2 separate regions of the Astyanax mexicanus genome follow, and region 1 is linked to region 2. Evidence: chromatin contacts called from public Hi-C data. All regions are on one chromosome and are shown on one strand. The core of a region is the stretch at or near the end of the contact, and the rest is flanking DNA. Distances in the headings are between cores, read along the strand shown.

Region 1 (6,163 bases), core at 3,153-5,652, 320 kb before region 2:
TCTTATTTAAAATTACTGTATCAAAAGAAAAAACAGTGATTACTCTACACCTACACCTATTACACAGTAAATTATCTGTATGTGATGCCCTGTGTTTCAGGAGCTGAATGGAACCGTTGGTGAATCCACATTAGAGTCTATAGAGTTTCCACTGCTCACTCTGCGTTCTCTATCATCCATCACTCAGCTGGTGCCCTTCTTCCAAACACTCTGTTCCTCCTTCAGCGGCTCAGGCCACTCCCCTCAGCCCCCCGCCGATTACCCACCCCCCAGCTCCAGAAGAGTCCTGCAGCAGCTGGAGCTCATCACTGAGGGAGAGTTTCTGGACGGTTTGGACTCGTGAGGAGTCGGTATTGATCTGGCATCCTCTCCAGTTTGGTCTTTTTCCCATTAAAACCCAGTTGTGTAATGACCTGGGTTCTCTGTTTTAACTCTTTAAAGTTTTATTTGAGCTGTTCCTTCATCTTCATCACCGGTTGAGTGAGGAGTGCAGTGAACGTGAGGAACGCTGCGGCATGATTGTGTTTGGAACGTCATGCGCCGTGTCGTGGTGTCTGTTTATCTGTTTATCTGTTTATTTTTGTGAGCATGAAATAAACGTAAGGCATAGTGAGCGCTGAGGGAATCGGGTTAATGGTGTTTTTTGTAAAGACTGGATAGTTGCTTATATGTGAATACTATTTAATTTAATAAAGATTACAATTGTAGATTTAAGGATATGCACAATAAAGTTTTTTGTTTTTTAATTTGAGCCAATATTTCCCTTACTTTAAATATTCTCAATTTATCATTCTTACATAAATTCTTATCAAAAACTGTAATTTAAAAAGTTACTTCATTCCAATTCATTTTAGGTTGAGGTGGAGTGGGCTGTTGTTAGGTTTGTCCTATTAAGACTCCTCCTTAGTATCTTAAAAATTACACAAATTAACAGTCTGGTGATTTCACCAGAGGAATTAGTGCCAAATTGAAAAGCAAACACTACAGTGATATAGTGGAAAATATAAATGCAAAACACAAAATGCATTGCTTTTCCTTGCTAACATGCAGAACACATGCCAAAATGAAATGCAAAACCACTATTATATTATTAGATTTCATTTCACTGCACTTTATTGGTCTCTTTATTGAAAAATGGTATACAAGAATTGACTTTTTCAAAACCAAACACCGCTGAATTTGTGCCAGAATTATTGCACTTAAAATGCAATCAGCTTAAATGCATTTCAGCAAAACACAATGCACAGGATTGCATTTCGTCTAGGAGCAGTGTGGTATTCGTGTCAAAATTAAATTTAATCACTGTCCAATCAGAACTTAGGGCTGAGAAACCAGTCATTGTAAAACTCAATAAGTGGAAGCATCACGTAAAAAGATTAACCAAACATTAAAACTTAAAAACTTAAAATTTATTGGAATTATGTTAGTCTGTAACTGTGGCAGCCTTCATTTATAGAATTAGAGTGTTTTATTTTTTGTCCTTATATTCTGTCGCAAAAGACATTTTCTCTGTTTGAAAGCACAGCTGAGTACTCGCTTCTGACTGGTTTCTCAGTCCCACCCTTAATTTCAGTGGTGGCTTCTAATTGGACTGTTATTACATTTCTTTTTGGCACAATTACTGCGGTGCTCCTAGACGAACTGTAATCCTGTGCATTGTGGTTTGATTTGAAACATTCGCAGCGAAGCCACACACAGTGGAATATAATGCAGTTGAGCTGTTGATTCTTACATGAAATTGAAAATTAAGTGCAGTGAAATGTAATGTAACAGTGATTTTGCATTTTATTTTAGCAGGTATTCTGCATGTTAGTGAGGAAAAGCAATGCATTTTGTGGATTTACATTCGCGTTTACATTTTCCCACTTTAGTGCTTACTTTTTAATTTGGCACTAATTCCTTTCCTTATCAGAAAGTTGTCATCTTTTGCATTTGAGGCACAAAACAATTTAAAACAAGCTCTGAAGGCTTTGTTTCCCACAATTTTCTCCCAGTTTTTATGGTGCTGTTCTCTTATTTGACGTATAACAGCCGAAAAATACAGTCTAGGCTTTGGGACGCAGCTACAGTGTCACTGTTTGGTGCTCCATTTTTTACAGCATTCCATTCTCTGTGGTGTTCCTGTGATGCTGGCTCTTTCTGGAATGAATGTATCTCATAATTTTGATGCCATTTTATCCTTATGGTTAATTTTCTTTCTTTTTTTCTCTACATGTAGTCCATAACAGATATGGCTTCTAATTGCAGCACATTCAGCAATGCATAACATTTAAACTACAGCTAAACATGTGATAGTCTCTTTTCACAGAAAAAAAAAGTAAATTCCATTTTGATCCCTATGTTTTTTTTGTTGTATTATATTTTATGAATATTCTAATCCATATTGTAAATATTACCTCAGAAACAGAAGCATTGGAAAATCAGCAATGATCAGCACACAATGGTTAATAATGGAAAATATTGAAATATTAATAAATGGAAGATTGTGGGTGCTGCTCAAATTCCAAACCATGATCATAAAATCCAGTTATAGCTCTGCTACACTATATAAAGTGATGTATTGTATTCGTATTTAAAGCCTGTAATTGTAATTGCATTTAGCATTTAACAGAATCATCTGGTTATTATTTATTGTCTTTGGGAGTCGACATATTGTAAGCACCTTTCCTTTCTCTTTTGTCAAACCAAAACCATTGTTTGTTTGTTTTTTCCACATTTTTTTATTGTTTTATCTTTTTTCAGTTTATTGTTCTCAGGAAGTGGTGATGAGCAGCAGGTTTGCAGATTATAAGGGCCTTTCCTGGCATTTCTATATGTCAGTTATGATTACCCCCAACCTATATTTCTTAATACGTTTTTATTTTTTTGTGTGTGTGTTCTCTTACTGTGAATGAAGCAGTCCAGAAACATGTCTGTACTATAATAGCTACACTCCAATTACCCAGTTACTGTGCTTAGGAAGAACGTGCTTCTCTGCCTAACATATACTTATACATATACATATTATACAGTATGCATCAAATGCGCAGTTAAAAACGGATAAAGCACATTACGTTTTAAGGGAATGGTTTTGATGTTGATTTGTTACTGAAATTTGATTTGTTCAAAAATCAATGTATTTTGTCATTTATTTCTTGCTAAACTCATATGATGTGACAAATGTTCAGCACATAATAAATAATTATAATTTAAAATGTGTTTTCTTTATGACCTCAATGTTTTGGAGTGCCATTATAAGCAAGAATATCTAGTATATTTGTTTACTATAGTGTACTGTACATAGGTCTCGGACACATACATCAAGCACTATATATGGAATCTGTTTAAAGGGTTTAGATGTGTTTTCTTTATTTTAATTTTGATTTTATGACGTGATAAAAATATATTGTTTATTTTACAATATCGACCCTATTGCTTTTTACATTTCAGAGGCTCTAATCTCAATGTGACCCACTATTGTAAAGTACAGGATATTACATATTAGTGCCTTCTTTGCCTCTGTTACTTGCATACATACTTATAGGCCTACATTATTAAAATAATAATAATAATAATAATAATAATAATACAGTTTAATGTTGAAATACCTAAATTCATATGACATTGGGCGGACTGTAAACCTAAAAAAAGTGTAAAGGAGCATGAAAAAAGTAACACCAAAGTGCAAAACTTTCTTTATTTCAGTTTTTCAGTTCAAAATGTGAAACTCATCTGTTTTATAGACGTATTACACGTAGAGTAATCTATTTTAAGTGGTTTTTTTTTTCTTTTATTGTTGATGATTATGGCTCACAGCCAATGAAAACCCCCAAAAATTGTTTATTTTTTGGAAAAATTAAATAATAAATAATTAAATAATATATAAGACCAGTTGGTATTTTTGGCAGTGTGTCAAGTCCTGCTGGAAAATGAAATCCGCATCTCTATAAAAGTTGTCAGTAGCAGAGGGAAGCATGAAGTGCTGTAAGATTTTGCGGGAAAACAAAACTGCACTGACTTGGAAATACTAAGTCATTATTTTCAAATACTTAGGCAAATTTATGAGATACTAAATCATAATTATGATACACTAAGTCATTATTTGGAGACACTAAGTCATTATTTTGCTATAATAAGTCAGAATTGTGAGATACTGAATCATTTTGAGATACTAAGTCATGATTATGAGTTGGTAAGTCATTATTATGAGGTACTAAGTCTGTGGGTGTTATCTCATAATTGTAATTTAATATCTTATAATTCTGACTAAGTATCTTATAATTATGACTCAGTATCTCAAAATAATAACTTACTATCTCATAATTATGACTTAGTGGAGGACTCTTATTTTCTACAAGTGGCGGAAACGGGATTCCGTAGATTCTTTTAACCCTCTCGCCCTTTTAAAACATCTGTGGTGACCGGGGGCGGACACTGCGCATGCGCGCTCATGTAGTCATCCTGAAAGATGGCGGCGCAAACAGACAGAGGCATTCCTCTGAGTGCGGTGAGTTTATTGCTCTTGTTAGTAAATGTTTGAACTCCTGCAGGTAATTTAGACAGTGTACCCGAAGCGGAATAGGTATTTATATCTAATTTTGTAACTGGGTAATTGAATAATTGGGTAAATTAATATGTCGGGGTTGTTTCTTTCGTTAGACTGTATTTCTGTTCTGTGTCCTGTTCTCTAACATTCAGTAAACAGACAGTAATATAGAGAGAAACTGAGGGGCTGATCTCAGAACAGCAGATTTTAGACTGAGAGAAACTCTGGACCGAGCCCGGGCGGTGGTCCGGGTGGAGCTGCGCTTCTGACGGATTCAAAACGGCAGATTTCCCGCCTTCAGTCTGATTATATGAATTCATAACTTTCAGTTTCGTTTCCTCTTCTCTCCGCTGTGAGGGACGTGCTGTGATTCACTCCAGAAGGAGGAGTATGAAGTGAATGTTGTGCCAAAAGTTATACCCCAAAAAATATAAATATAAAAATATAGCAAGTATATACATCTCTAATAAAAAAATAAGAGACCACTGAAAAAGTATGGAAATATAATTAAGAGGAAGATTGATGATCACAAGCAATCAAACCAAACTGAACTGCTTGTATTTTTGCACCAGGAGTAAAGCAGCATAAAGTTATCCAAAAGCAGTGTGTAAGACTGGTGGAGGAGAACATGATGCCAAGATGCATGAAATTGAATACTGATTGCTGAACTCTTAAAACTTCATGAATATAAACTTGTTTACTTTGCATTATTTGAGGTCTGAAAGCTCTGCGTCTTTTTTGTTATTTCAGCCATTTCTCATTTTATGCGAATAATTTGGGAGAAATGTTGTTTGTGGTTAATAGAATAAAACAACAATGTTCATTTTACTTAAACATAAACCTATTAATAGCAAAATTTAGAAACCAGAGCTGTAGTTCATTTTCCTTCACCTTTGTAGCAGATTTAAGTGATGGTGGGTTTAAATAATTACATTTTATTTTCTGTTTTTGTTTCTTGAAGCTTTGTCCAAAGTTTCTGCACACAAACTCCACCAGCCACACATGGCCCTTCAGCGCTGTTGCTGAACTAATCGGTAAGTTACCACTCGTTCTGCTTGTTTTATCATTTTTTTTTAAACAAAGCTTACTTATAGTTATGTATTTACATTGTAATTACAAGCCTGTGTGTTGCATAGGTACATTAAGAGACTTCAGTCATAATAGAGTGGACGATTTGTTGTTTTATCTTTATTTTTGTTTGAGATAAGTGTAGATAAAGGGATTAAACAAGTTCTCTAACATATTGCATGGACAACTGATTGAGAGCTTTGTGTATAAGTAGTAAGTGGTTGCACGTAACAGTGACTTACCTGATTTTTACATGATTTTGTTTTACAAGATATAATTCTTGTGATTAAGGCGCATTAAGTCCCCAGATTTAAACAGGTTCTTTATTCTTTCTTTTTTCAGACAACGCTTACGATCCAGATGTGAAAGCCAGGCAGTTCTGGATTGATAAAACGAAGGTTAAAGGTCATGACTGCCTCACATTTATGGATAATGGAGCTGGTATTGATTATGATAAGATGCACAAAATGCTCAGGTGAGAGAAATATTCATGTGGGCTGGCAGAAAAGGTTTAGATATTTAAGATCATAGTCATCTACAATCCCAGTATATTCACATTAGCTGCTGGGA
Region 2 (6,655 bases), core at 646-3,145:
ACACACACACACACACACACACATACACACAGCTTTTTCCCAGTTTGTCTGATTCCGCAAAAGTCTAAAATATTATAACACGTTTATATGTGATCCTACGGGCTGTTATAAATATATATTTTTTATTTCAATTTCTGGCGACTGTTATTTTTTTATAATACTTACTTTAATAGTTTAATTGAGGAAAAGTCTTATTTTTTATCCTTTCTTTATACATATAAAAATATATATACAAATAAAAGTAATAAAAAGTGAATGATAACAACAACAAAAACACCAGACACAAAATTAAATACATTACCAAAATATAAAAATAAAAAATAAAAAGACATGCAGGAGATCAACATTAAATAAACGTTATTATTTTGGTTGCAATAATGCTATATCTTAATATAGATGAGGTTGATTGTAGGAAAACATCCTTTTAACAATCTTTATTGAACATCTATTTTTTTAATGTTTGGGGCTCTGAATCTACACTCCCAATAGCGCTCAAATAAATACATTTTATTTATTTATTTATTTATTTATTTATTTATTTATTTATTTATTTATAATAATAATAATAATAATAATAATAATAATAATAATAATAATAATAAATGTTTCTTTCTACACTGCAATACAACAGTTTAGTCTATAATAATAATAAAACACTAATAAAATACATAACCTATTATATATGTATACATATTTAGTACGTAAAGTTTAAAACAAACATACCTGTCAAGTTTTAGATTTAAAAATAAGGGATATTTTCCTCTGTCCGCTTAAAGCCGTCCCACCAGCCCAACGAAGGTTCAGTATCTCTTACATTTTAAAACAGGTTTACAAAAAATCTAAAATAACCACATGTGAACCACTTACACACTACAATTAGATTATCAGAATCTGAACATGTTGTGTACATTCCTACATATGTCATTCTTTTAATACAGCCAAATTAAAAACCCTTTTCTATATCTTTTTTTTATTTATTTAAGATTTCATGTATTTTTTGTAATAAATGCACTCTTTTATATGATATATTTGTTATTTATTTAATGGATTTAAAATTGAACAAAGAGTGCACAAATTCTGCAAAATGACTGTTGGTGACCTAAAAATGGTATTATGAGCTTTTACTAAAAGGACATGGACCAGATATATTCCATCAGTAAAAATTAGTCCTAAGGGGCCTACACAATAATTTTTAATTAATACTTCTTCCTTTTGATCACTCCACCCCTGATCAGTTCAGTTAATGTCGGTCCTCTCCACATTTCTAGTTAAAGTGAGTCACAAGCTGTATTTTTTTTTATTTTAAAAGGTTTGATCTGTGTGTTTTATTTCGGAGTATTTTTAAGCAGCTATCAGAAAAATCTAATCACATTTTCCATGATTAGACTACCGTTACCTTTCTTTTAGAAAAATCGCTGCATGTATGTTTTAACATCAGCTGCTCCAACTAGCTGCCTGAACTCACAGCGAGGAGGGCGGGGCTCCCCCCACACTGACCCTTCTTGCAAGCTGATTGGCTGTTTCTCCTGAAAGGCGGGACTTTCTCCTTGAACCGGCTCCACGATTGGTTAAGAGACACAGAGCGGTCAGTGCCCTGTATCCTCAATAATATATATATTTTTTATTTTAATAAAATACGGGAAATTTACGGGAAAATACTAATACGGGAGGACGGCGGGAAAGAGGAGTAAAATACGGTAGTTTCCCGGCCAAAACGGGAGACTTGACAGGTATGAACAAACAATACATATAAAAAAAAACTATAACGTTGAAACGATGCTGAATCAAACTAAAACTGATATGCACATATCAACGTTATTTAAATGTAACTACAGTATTAATGATGGGAAATAAACGTTGTTTTAACGTTTTCTGTTTTCTGCTCGCTGGGTCTGGAGCTCCTAAGCGCGAATCTGCGGGTGTGAATCACACCGTAGCGGATTGAGGGCGGCGCGCGATGGGGGACGATCTGGGAGAAGAGTGGTGGAATAAAGACACGAATTCAGGTGAGATTCTGAGATTTACCTGCAGATTCAGTTTAATAAACGGTGTTAATAACGCGGTTCTGCAGGAGTGCTGAGTGTTACAGTAAACAGAGCTGAGCTGTGGAGCTGTAGGGAAACACGTGTCCAGATCTGTAAATAAACAGAATTTAGTAAATTAGCTAGTTTAATTAGTTTTAAGGGATTTAATTGGTTAATTATCGTTAAATTAATCTTTAAGATTATCGATTATCTTCGATGCTTCTCAGATATTTAGCTGTTTCCTGGTTATTTTGGCTAAATATCAGCTGTACCGCGATACACACGTGGGTCCTCAGTACCGGTGTTCTCCCCGTCTGTGCTACACTGGGTTGCCAGATCCAACAAAAATATCCAACTCAAACCCGCCCTTCAGAAGCTTTAACAACCCTAAATACATACAGCTCTGGAAAAGATTAAGAGACCACTTCAGTTTTTTTTATCAGTTTTGCTATTTATAGGTTTATGTTTGAGTAAAATGAACATTGTTGTTTTATTCTATAAACTACAGACAACATTTCTCCCAAATTCCAAATAAAAATATTCTCATTTAGAGCATTTATTTACAGAAAATGAAGATGCAGAGCTTTACATTTTAAGAGTTCAGAAATCAATATTTGGTGGAATAACCCTGGTGGTTTTTAATCACAGTTTTTGTTTTCATGCATCTTGGCATCATGTTCTCCTCCACCAGTCTTACACACTGCTTTTGGATAACTTTATGCTTTACTCCTGGTGCAAAAATTCAGGCAGTTCAGTTTGGTGGTTTGATGGCTATTTGATCATCCATCTTTCTCTTGATTAAATTCCAGAGGTTTTCAATTTGTTAAAATCAAAGAAACTCATCATTTTTAAGTAATTTCTATTTTTTTAGAGCTGTATATACAGTCTGTCACACGTTTGAAGCAAATAGCTAAACTATGAACTATGAGTGTATGACTTAATATTTAGTTTATAAGGGATTTTTTTATAACCAGTATTGCTATTTATCTTAAAGTCATAAATATTATTGTAACATTAGTGTTTTATTAGTTATTTTATAACAGTTTTATATCACCCTTCTGTAACATGTGAACTGACAAAATTTTATTTTTCTGATTCAGGTGTGTCAGATCTAGAAGAAGAAGAGGAAGAGCAGGACGTACAGGAAGCAGCGGAGGAGCCCACACAGCAAAAAGCAAAGAAAAGAAAAAATACAACACAGAAGAAACCGGACAAAGCAAAGAAAAAGAAGACAGCACAGGTAATATATGTTCAAAATGCTTACTTGTTTATTCACATGTTGTTTATTTGCATGCATTAGCCTTTACCATCAGCTTGAGTTAGTGATCTTGTATTCTCTATGTTCATAATTAGCAGTGTTTGCCAATGTTCCTGCTGATAGTCACTGTAATGGTTTGAGTGATCTACTCTGGAGAGGGGTATCTGGTTAGTGGTCTTTGCTCAGTTTTTGCCTTTCCCACAGTTTAAACATTCTACAAATGAGGCAGATTAATGGGTTATTTGGTCATGCAGTGAATCTACACAGTGCTATTAAAAAGCTACCGTTATGTGTGGTGGTGAGTAGATATAAGAAGATATATACAGTACAGGCCAAAAGTTTGGACACACCTCTTTTTCAATGCGTTTTCTTTATTTTCATGACTATTTACATTGTAGATTCTCACTGAAGCATCAAAACTATGAATGAACACATGTGGAGTTTTATGTACTTAACAAAAAAAAAGGTGAAATAACTAAAAAAAAAAAAAAAAAAAAAATTATATTCTAGTTTCTTCAAAATAGCCCCTCTTTGCTCTGATTACTGCTTTGCACACTCTTGGCATCATTCTCTCAATGAGCTCGTGAGCAAGAGGTGGCCACCTGAAATGAAAAGTTTTCTAGCAGTCTTGAAGGAAGGAAGGAGTTCCCAGAGGTGTTTATTAGCACTTGTTGCTCCTTTGTCTTCTTCACTCTGTGCTCCAGCTCACCCCAAACCATCTGGATTGGGTTCAGGTCCGGTGACTGTGGAGGTTCAGCTCATTTTTTGTTAAGTACATAAAACTCCACATGTGTTCATTCATAGTTTTGATGCTTCAGTGAGAATCTACAATGTAAATAGTCATGAAAATAAAGAAAACGCATTGAAAAAGAGAAGGTGTGTCCAAACTTTTAGACTGTACTGTATGTGAGGATGAGATGAGATGAGATGAGGAAAAGAGTCCAGTATCATTAGATGCTTGAGTAATCTCTCTGAATCATCAGCTCTCTTACCAACCGCAACCACCGGCTCTGAATGGCTCACACTGGGGAAGACTCAGTAATGCGCTGGTGGCGGGAGCTTGCTCACCACTTTTGATTAGCTGGTTTTCATCAGGGGAACTGTCAAGTTGAGACCTCATGAGGAGGAGTGACTCAGCTTTCTTTTACTGGCAGTCAAAAGACCATTCAGCCCCAGTAAGATGGGAAGCAGTGGGCTGGAATTGTGTAATGGGCTTTATAAGCTCAGTAACAATTAGCTTAGCCTGCTGGGAACATAGAACAGTGTCTCCTTGGAGCAACTCTCCACTGATTAAAATATGCATGCATAATCTCTGAAGGGACACATCAGTGAGGTAAGGTTGGTCTTGATAGGCCAGATAGCTTAGCCTAGATTACAGATAGGTCTGTCAAAAATAATTACGTTATTAAGTTATCTTACATTACACCACAGTTAATTCCGACCCTGCAATGTGATTGGCTGAGAGGCGTTCTACGAGTGCCATTATCAGCCGGTAATGCACTGTAACCGAAGCTCTCCATATATTACTCCGCCACATACAGGTAACCTAGCAACGATGCAGCGCTTACAAGCCAAACAGCGTATAGCTACAAACAGACAAGCAATGGAACTATTTTAACTGGCATTGAGTTGAGTTTTAATAACCAAACAGATCCTATTTTCTGTTCCTCTTTAACGCTTTAAAATCTTTCAATAAACAGCGATAATGGAACTGTGGTATAATGTGGTAACTGTGGTTCAAATCCCGATCAAGCAGCTTGCCATCAGCTTACGGAGCCCTGAGAGATCACAGTAGTTCTTGCTCTCTCTGGGTGGGTTCAGTACAGTAGATGGCACTCTCTCTTTCCCCTCATCACTCCTAGGGTGATGTGGATCAGCACAAGGCTGCGTCTGTGAGCTGATGTATCAGATCCAAGTCGCTTCGCTTTTTTCCGAGCGTTAGCGCTGTGATGCTACTCGGCAATGCTACAGCATCATCAGCAGTTCAGAAAGAGGCAGAGTCTGACTTCACATGTATCGAAGGAGGCGTGTGCTAGTTTTCAGTTACGTAGCACAAATTAAACATTTGAATTTACTGTTGTTTACAGAAAGAATGCTTCATCTCAAACGAGATAACAAAAGGAGAGGCAGAGATCGGAGACAAGAAGATAAAGAAGAGACGGAAGGTAAAGATCACTGTGTGAAAGAGAGAGAAACAGATGTGGAATGTTTTTTTTTTCTTACTAAATTTGATTAGTGACTTATTGTGAAATATTTTGTTATGTTTTAGCTAGCAATAGAGTTATTGTAAAATTACAGTCAAACTTAGAATTACTCTCCAATCTCTGCTCAAAAAAAGCCTGGATATATAATAGGTTTAATGTCTAAATTGCTGTGTTCACACATTACCAGGCTGAGATGACTTAAATTCTGATGCATGTTTGATTCATGATCAAAACTAGATTGGATATACTAGTGCATCTCAAAAAATTTGAATATCATAAAAAAAAAGTAACTTTATTTCAGTAATTCAGTTCAAAATGTGAAACTCATATATTATATAGATGTATTACACACAGAGTGATCTATTTTAAGCGTTTATTTATTTTATTGTTGATGATTATGAATTACAGCCAATTAAAAAAAAAAAACACTAATCAGTGTCTCAGCAAAAATGGAATACTATATAAGACCAATTGGTACTTTTGGCAGTGTGCCAAGTCCTGCTGGAAAATGAAATCCACATCTTCACTCATTCTTATTTACATTATGGAAAGGTTCAGATCACTTGCATTTATGTATGTGAACTGCTAAATCAGATCCGAGCAAAAAAAAAAAAAAAAACACTGAATTGGTTAATGTTAATGGCTAGTAATGTGAACATAGTCGTGTAATGTGAATAATTCAAATATACACTAATTTAGCTTATTATAAGATAGATAGATAGATAGATAGATAGATAGATAGATAGATAGATAGATAGATAGATACTTTATTTATCCCGAAGGAAATTTAGGTGTTGATAGAAACTCATGCTTTACAACAGCATTGTGTTTTCATCTCTGTTTTTAGAAAAAGACCATCACAGATGTCCTATCAAGTTCACAGCCTGCGCCAGGCTCTCCAGATGACCTCAGGAGCCTTCTGCTTAGCCACTTTCTTGCAACCCGGTCTGTTATTGAACAGGAGGAGCTCGGACTTCCGGGTCAGTCAGTCACTGTCAAGCGTGCGGGTGTAAATACAGCTAAACGCTTACTGGCCTCCCGGTTACACTCATTTATCTTGTTGATAAATAAACTGGACCTTGTAGTTGTTGTATCTTTTCCAGGATCACTATTGGCTGGGTGTGTTTGGCTGGCAGACTGATCTGGAATCAGCAGTTAAAGTGATAAAA

What was found. A called contact is a pair of places that touch in the nucleus more often than the background predicts.
Region 1: a contact with region 2 is called in a Hi-C map of blood, with 14 times the contacts expected there. The contact joins the promoter of morc3a here to the promoter of cmss1 in region 2. A contact is called at or near these places in 2 of 3 Hi-C or Micro-C datasets (blood and muscle).

What each region holds. Positions count from the first base shown.
Region 1 is chr11:2,628,561-2,634,723 of AstMex3_surface, reverse strand. It overlaps morc3a (MORC family CW-type zinc finger 3a), which reads left to right and starts at 4,402. Exons shown (of 19, transcript XM_022665631.2): 1 at 4,402-4,486; 2 at 5,487-5,559; 3 at 5,936-6,068. The coding sequence starts at 4,448. It overlaps dop1b (DOP1 leucine zipper like protein B), which reads left to right. Exons shown (of 40, transcript XM_049484718.1): 40 at 101-2,938. The coding sequence ends at 343.
Region 2 is chr11:2,306,921-2,313,575 of AstMex3_surface, reverse strand. cmss1 (cms1 ribosomal small subunit homolog) reads left to right here and starts at 1,895. Exons shown (of 9, transcript XM_022665661.2): 1 at 1,895-2,006; 2 at 3,125-3,264; 3 at 5,370-5,447; 4 at 6,334-6,466. The coding sequence starts at 1,958.